3 separate regions of the Zea mays genome follow, and regions 2 and 3 are each linked to region 1. The links are chromatin contacts, called in public Hi-C maps. All regions are on one chromosome and are shown on one strand. The core of a region is the stretch at or near the end of the contact, and the rest is flanking DNA. Distances in the headings are between cores, read along the strand shown. Region 1 has its middle 5.2 kb from the start of LOC103651113. Region 2 has its middle 3.6 kb from the start of LOC111591193. Region 3 has its middle 15 kb from the start of LOC111591193.

Region 1 (2,515 bases), core at 11-2,510:
AACTAAGTGAGGTAACCTAAATGGGAAAATTAACTATTTACCATATTTACAAAGTGAGTGGTATATAGCGACTCGGCTATTTTTTGGCTGGTGATTTAGTAAAAATCGTAAAGATGACAAAAAAAATTAATGCCCCTGACAAAACGTGAAGTCCTCGATGCCGTGAAATTTTAGCCATAACACGGATGGTGCCATGGTGGCCCCTCTATAAACAAGCGTTTATGTTGCATACGTGTTTCTTTAAACCGCGTCTGTGATATAAACCTTAGGGCTGATTTGGTGATATTGAATCCCAAGGGAATCCATAGGGGAGAAATCCCCTTGCAATTCAATTTTGAATAACAAAGGGATTCCTCCCCCATGAATCCCCTCGGGATTTCTGACCACCAAATCAGCCCTTAAGATATAAATTTACACCTAAACCGGTACATTGTAGATTTTTTATCTAAGAGTATAATGGTTATATACCCGTTGTCATTCTAATAAAAGAGTTAAAATAATAATAAAAATTATCGATCCACGCCAATGCCAAGATGTTTAGAACATCTCCGGTAAGTCCTTAAGCACAACTCCCAATTCTTATTTTTGAGGAAAAAAGAAGAAAAAAAAAACACCTCCAACGGACTCTTATCTCAGCTCCCTAAATTCCTGCTCGCGAAAAAAATCTATTCCACCGGTGTGTGGGCTCCCAATTCCTTCTCTCACGTCACCATGCTTCGCAAGGAACATGCCGTCACTAGTAGTAGGTTTAACAGAATTTTTAAGAAATTAAGCGTGTGTTTGGTTAAGGAGTGGATGAGAACATAGCAGTTTTATTTCAGTTTTTTAGATGTTCGGATTTAAAAAAAAGGGAAAGAAGCGGCTCATATAATCTCTATATAGAAATTTAACATAAATAGTTAGAGTACTTTCGCTCCACCAATATAAGAAATGATTTTTTTTCTATTCTTGTTTATCCGTTGGGTGAGAATTTTTTCTGGTTTGCTTACCGCTATGGGGTAATAAACTTTCTCTGCCTAGAATCGGGGATCGGGATTATTGTCATCCCAGTCCCGTCCGCCCAAACGGCTCCCACTCCTCGCCCTGCTCTCCACGCCGCCCGCCCCGCTGCCTGTCGCCATCGCTCATCACTCGCCCGAACGAAACAAACAAAGCGGGCGCCGGCGTCGCCGGACAATTCCGCCCCCGCGATCCGTTCGTATCTCCACTTGGCGCCGCCCCGCTCGCGTGCGCGGACCCACCTCGCGACGCGACTGATTTGGAGAGGCGGCACGTAGAAGGCGCCGCACCAGGACCATAGCCGCTGTCCTCCTTTTCGGCTCTCTCTCATCCCGTCATTTTCTACGCGAATGAATTCTTTTTTCTGCTAGCGAACAGGTCCCGAACGAACGCTATGCACCGGCACCCGCCAGCTGTAGTTGTCAGATCCGTGCGCTATTTGTGGGCGCTGTCGGGTACCAGCAGGAACGTGAGATCGCAGACTCTACTTTTTTTTTCTCCCTTATTCGCTCCTAGAATAAATACATTTTTAATATTTAAAATATATCTCACAATAAATACATTTTTTACGATATAGCGCCACAGTTTCCCCCTATTTTAAAATTTAATTGATCAATATATCTATGACTTTTAACACGAATAAGTTTGAAGTTTTATTGTGATATTGATTTCCTTATTTTATAAGTTTAGGGTTTACGGTAATCATTATATCTATATCATGTAGACATATATTGATATTAATTATGCTACACGATATAAATATTTATGCATTGTGGTACACCGCGTAAAAAATCATTTCGTGCTACATGCGCACAAATTTAGAATGACAAGAATGTGCGTTGAAAGAAATTGATACTTGAACAAACGCTTCCGCAAAAACTTTTCATAACGATGATGCCACTTGTTACGTCACATTTGGGCCTTCATGCCGACTAAGTTGTAATAACTAAATTTTACTTTGATCTACTTTGTTTTCTGTGAAATGTTGTATCACGTGATGCAATGGATGCTAATTTATTACGATCTTGGTTACGAAGGAAAAAGTTTAAGATCCTTCGTGATTCCATTAGACCCCTAGGTTTATATGGGTTCAAGTGTATTAAATCACTGTCAAATAGTTGGTTTTCATACTTGGTCTCTTATAAATCTGGTCGAGTCGCCACATCCACCACGAACAGAAAGGCAGAGGAAAACCATATCCTATGATAGAGACGAAATTGTCGAGAAAGGAAGAGAGAGGAGAAATAAAGAAGCGGTGTAAAGAGCAAAGCATAGCCAGACATCTTGAATCTAACGACGCAAATAAAAAAACACTAACGTGGATAGGTTGAACGCGCAACTATGCTCTCCACTTTATGCACTGTGGTATACCGTATAAAATATTCATTTCCTGCTACATGCGCACAAATTTAGAATGACAAGAATGTGCGTTGAAAGAAATTGATACTTGAACAAACGCTTCCGCAAAAACTTTTCATAACGATGATGCCACTTGTTACGTCACATTTGGGCCTTC
Region 2 (2,515 bases), core at 6-2,505, 180 kb after region 1:
GCACCGTCGAAGAGCTGCTGGGGTTATAACTTATAAGGGCGTCTCTCGTATCAGGCCGGAGCCGGACCGAAGCCGCCTGCAAGATTCCAGCCTCGCTCCTGCCAAACATGCATGCGGCGGCAGGGACGCGACATGCTCTGGCACAGCGGCGGGGTGAGTTGTGAACCTTGGCGTCAACCTCGATGACACGCATTAGCTACTACAAGAGCTGCGTCTCCTGCAGGGCCGGCAGCAGGCTAGGTCGTGGTGCATCGTGTGAAGTAGGGCGGAGGCCGGCAGTGGACCGGACATCCGTTCGCGGAAGCTTACTTCCACTCCATCGTGCCGGCACAACCGCTCCGCACCTATAGAGGCTGCTGCGCGGAGCACTGTGGTTGCCTGTGTTAAGTAACCCTAGTTAGGGTTATGTGGGCAAATACCTGCTTTGCCCCTGAGGGGTCTCACATCTCTATATAAGGAATCTGTACACCCCTTCATATGATAGAGAAGAGAAAGAGGCCAGAGGCCCAACCCTATACCCTGTGTCTCGTGTGTTTACTCTGTCGTGCTTATATGGGAAGGGAGACGGGTCTTCTACAGCTTCTCGCGCCTCTACTGCTGATGGGAGGGAAGGGAGCGGAACTGGTGATCCGTGGTGACATAGTTCTCAACATGTTATCAGCACGCTCTACCTCGACGTTGCTGCTGGATCAGATCTGCATCAACTCTCCGTCAATCCGGCAGGTCTCCGGCCTAGCCGAACTGTCCTACGCGACAGGCTTCGATTCTCCCTCTACGCAATCGAACGGTATGTTTACTGTTCTTGATCTGCTGCTGTGCACGGGCTACGATTTTTGTGCGACGAACTTGCCATCGCTGTCATGGGCTACGATTGATCGGTAAGGCTTGTAGATCGAATATAGTGTTCTTGATCTACTGTTGTGCATGCGCTGCGATCCGTATTCCTCTACGCGCATCGAGAGCTAGGTTGTTTTCTCCAAATCCAACAGATGTGTTTGCGGCTGATGGTTTGTGTGTAGCACTGTTCATTATTGATCCGACGGGGACACACAAGGCTGCGCTATGGCCCTTGTCACCGCGATCGGTGAGGTGCATGCTCGCCCATGCCGACTTAGCGTGCAGGTGGCCCATGTCTCGCCCCGTCAGCTGGCCCGCCAGGTCTGTTCACGCCATGGCTGATTCTGCACTGGCCGGTCTCTACTCGCCATTAGCGGTGGGCGCGCTAGGTCACGCGTTACCGTCCAGTGGAGCGCCCAGGCACGCGCTGCGCTGGAATCGCCCGCGTCGAGGCCACACCAGTGTGCCTTGCTGATGCTGCACCTCCGTAGGGGCGTGCCTATATGAGGGCCGTGGTTGTTGGATCGCCTTTTGACCACCTGGTGGCCAATGAATCCTATCAATAACTGCTGGCGCGTTATAAGGATAGGAGCCTCAAAGGCGTAGGAAGAGCATGGCTCATTGTGAGCCGCCATCGCGAGGCCGGCCATCTCGGCCTTAACGGGTCATGCGATAATCAGTGTATGCATGGATACGCCTGCATGCATGCAGTCAAAGTAGCATGCAGTCAAAGCGGTTGCTGCGCATTTATATGAATGGAGCACCCACACACACGCCACCCACCATAGTACATGTTGGGATTAAGAAATGAGACATAAAAAAGGCATCGACTAGAAAAATAATTAATAAGTTTTTTACTATTTCTATCTCAATTAATTATTTTCTACCGCAAATAACTAGTCAAAATGCATGCTTAAATATAGAAAATAACTTTTTACACCTGATGTGTTATGCTCATGCATTAATTTTGGTGTTTATTTTTCTGCTTTATATTTCTCATAGCAGATATTTAGTAGAAAAATATTAAAATGCACGTTTCTATATTGTGCATACTTAAATCGCTCTTTAAATATTTATATTATGTTGAGCTTTTGGACTCATGTCGAGCGATTAAATTGTATAGTGGGTACCCGAACATGCCGATCAGGCTGCATTGTTAATCGGTTGAGTTATGGCATTAGCTGAGCATTGGCTGCGTCCTGGCAACACGACGCAGTATTTGTGTCGTACGAACTTGGCTGCGTCATGTGATTGCTATGTAGCACTCTCGTTTAATCGGACAGCTCTCGTTGAGTGGAACTGCTATCGGTGAGTCGCGTATTTTTCGCATGCCCTGCAGGCACTCTTTGTCCGCCGTGATCATCGAACCACAATTGCGCATGTTGCGCACGTTGCGTGGACTTATCGTGTACCCCGATTACCGAGCCATAATTGTGCCTGTTGCACTTATTACGAAGGCTTGTTGTGTTGTCGTGACCCTGATGGCCGCACACGCGTTGACGCCAGATACGCTAGAGCTTGTACTCGCGTGGATTGTGGTGGGTTGTTCAAGCCCCTAAAGTCACATTATGTGCAACCTTTGTAAACAATTTTATTTGGCTTTATATTTTATTTGACTGTGTTGTGTGGCATCATATTTATATATCGTCAAGTGGCCATAACAACTATATCAAGCTCT
Region 3 (2,515 bases), core at 11-2,510, 160 kb after region 1:
CCGATGGGGGTTACCAGCTGAGAATTAGGAGCCTTGAGGGTACCCCTAATTATGGTCCCCGACATCTATATTCTAATCTATATTTATATTGCTATATAATCCACCAATTTGAACTTTGCAAAACACATCCATTCAAATCACCAAAATAACCATAATCTCCACTAAATCCACCAAACAAATTGCATCCAAACTTAACATAGCAACAAAACCAATTATTCAAGCCCTAGATAAGCCCTCTCCCTTAATTTGTTGATAATATTTATATAATCCATAATCCCTCACGACACCGCGCGCCACCGTCGTCAACATTTCTCCTTCGCGGGATCGTAGCATTATCATGAACTATATGCTAGTAACAATTTAAGGCTATGACCAACAGTCAACAGACCATGCATACGGCCGCATAATATATTGTTTTATATTGTAGGCTAAACTGTCTATGGAGTAGTGTTTGAAACAAGACTAGTTAGTTGTCCATACATCGCTATCGTTTATTTGACATAAACTAACATGAATTGCAGTGGTTAGAGACGATTTTTGCTCTCGTCCTATAGACAACAACTCGAATCTTAGCGGCCACATTTTTTTATATTTCGCTGACGCACCGAGAATGCTCGCTACAGGTAGCATGGAAGGGAAAGACCCACGAAAAAAACTCGCGCTTTATAAGGGACAAGTAAGCCGCTGGAGTAGCCCAATTGCCTAACAGTCTATAGGTAAATTAAACGCCAAAGTGAACTAAAAACAAGAAAAAACGAATTATAAACTTACAACTAACTTGTGCATAATAATGTAAAATAGAAACAAGTAAATTATATACTCCTAGCATTTATATAATTTTACTGAGAGTTTAACTACGAGTGACACCTTTCTATATCATTGTAATTGTGTCTAGTATTTTATTTGTCATCTTAAATATCTTAAACATTTTTATATCACTCACATATAATTTTTTATAAGATTTTACATTATCATCAATTGAATAGAAAGGATCAGGATATACCATTTTCTCACTGTTGAAACTGCGGGACTTGCTCTGATCACGTGGCCCCCCCGTAGGCGGCAGCCGGCAGGTCATTGTCCGTCTGTGTGAGCACTGAGCACGTCGTTTTGGACCTGTTTCCGCCACCTTTTATTGCTCGCGGCGAGTAGGCGACAAAAACAGTCCGAGGGAAAGGAAAGCGGACAGGGATGTGCATGCATGCATGCAAGTTTCACTGACACGTAGGTCACAGCGACAGCGGCCCCACCGGCGTGGAAAAGTTGCTGCTCCGTTCGGCGCCGCTCGCTCGCACAGTCGCACTCGCACGACGTTTAGCAGGGCACCACCGCACCAGGCAGGCAGGCAGGTACCAGTGCGCAGACAGTGCTCTCCCAGTCTCCACCTCGTGCTCGTGGCAAAGACCAAACACCACGCACGTTGCTGTAACCCAACAAGCCCGCCCAGCTCTCGATCCCAGATGGATCCCACGCTTCGGGCAGTGCTGAGCCGCGGCGGCGGCGGCAGTGGCGGGGCGAGGGGCGGCGGAGGAGGCGGCGCGCACTACAGAGGCGTGAGGAAGCGGCCGTGGGGCAGGTACGCGACCGAGATCCGCGACCCGTGGAAGAAGACGCGGGTGTGGCTGGGCACGTTCGACACCCCCGTGGAGGCCGCCCTCGCGTACGACTGCGCCGCGCGCACCCTCCGCGGCGCCAAGGCCAAGACCAACTTCCCTGCCGACCACGCCGCCCAGGCCCAGCAGCAGCGGCAGCGCCTCCGTCTGGCGCCGCTTCTTCGTCAACCCCCGCCGCGGCACGTCTCGTTCGGAGGCGTCGACGTCCACGTCGACTGCCCTACTCCGTGGCATTCCGTCTGCTTGCAGACGACCCAGACAGCGGCCGCGGCCGCGGCCCCGCTTCCCACGACTGCACCGATGCCGCTGGCATCCGAGCCACCGTCAACGGCGCTGGCGCTGGAGCTGGGCACGGGCCGAAGCCGCGCCGGTCTGCCCTTCGACCTCAACGAGGCGCCGTCATGCTGATGCTCGATCGGATTGTGACGTGGCTGCAGTGTCAATGGTGACTGGCGGTGAGCAGGTGAGGACTGGGCAGCGGGAGTTGGGAAGTAGTAGAGCAGTGGGTGCACGCTGCACGGCGCACTATTCCGGCTAGCTGTACTGTACATACCTATTTAAGGAAAGCTTAGTCCTGTCTTGTTGGGCTCGCTCCTTTAAGCGTTGCTATTTCTGGTGCCCTGCGTGGCTGTGTCGGTGATGGTGGTGGAGCGGGTGCTTGTTTCACCGCAGGAGGTAAAACGGGCCGGATTTAGGGCGGTAAAACAGTTAGTATGACAGTACTACTAGGGTAGGTTCGTCTGGGTCCTTGGTGTTGCCTGTTGGTGGCCTTCTGCCTTCACCGACGGGCAACGGCACGCCGCGAAGAGTGCGGTCGTCGTGCTGCGTGACCAGAGTCCAGTGCACATGTTTACGGATCCTTGGTACGTATGCTGCCGTGAGCTACTACGTGACATGCTTAT

Evidence for each region. A called contact is a pair of places that touch in the nucleus more often than the background predicts.
Region 2: a contact with region 1 is called in a Hi-C map of tassel, with 2.2 times the contacts expected there. The contact joins two enhancer-like sites. A contact is called at or near these places in 8 of 25 Hi-C or Micro-C datasets (bundle sheath, ear, leaf and 1 more).
Region 3: a Hi-C map of ear shows a contact between it and region 1, with 2.2 times the contacts expected there. The contact joins two enhancer-like sites. A contact is called at or near these places in 5 of 25 Hi-C or Micro-C datasets (ear, endosperm, leaf and 1 more).

The regions. Positions count from the first base shown.
Region 1 is chr3:193,794,131-193,796,645 of Zm-B73-REFERENCE-NAM-5.0, reverse strand. No RefSeq gene overlaps it. Among protein-coding and RNA genes, the nearest start is that of LOC103651113, 5.2 kb to the left of the region's middle. Within about 2 kb of position 1,260, at least 17 of the 20 cell types and tissues checked have an H3K27ac peak or open chromatin away from gene starts, as enhancers often do. A contact at or near this core is called in ear, endosperm, leaf and 1 more, where this site is marked.
Region 2 is chr3:193,614,126-193,616,640 of Zm-B73-REFERENCE-NAM-5.0, reverse strand. No RefSeq gene overlaps it. Among protein-coding and RNA genes, the nearest start is that of LOC111591193, 3.6 kb to the left of the region's middle. Within about 2 kb of position 1,255, at least 11 of the 20 cell types and tissues checked have an H3K27ac peak or open chromatin away from gene starts, as enhancers often do. A contact at or near this core is called in ear and tassel, where this site is marked.
Region 3 is chr3:193,632,461-193,634,975 of Zm-B73-REFERENCE-NAM-5.0, reverse strand. No RefSeq gene overlaps it. Among protein-coding and RNA genes, the nearest start is that of LOC111591193, 15 kb to the right of the region's middle. Within about 2 kb of position 1,260, at least 20 of the 20 cell types and tissues checked have an H3K27ac peak or open chromatin away from gene starts, as enhancers often do. A contact at or near this core is called in ear, endosperm, leaf and 1 more, where this site is marked.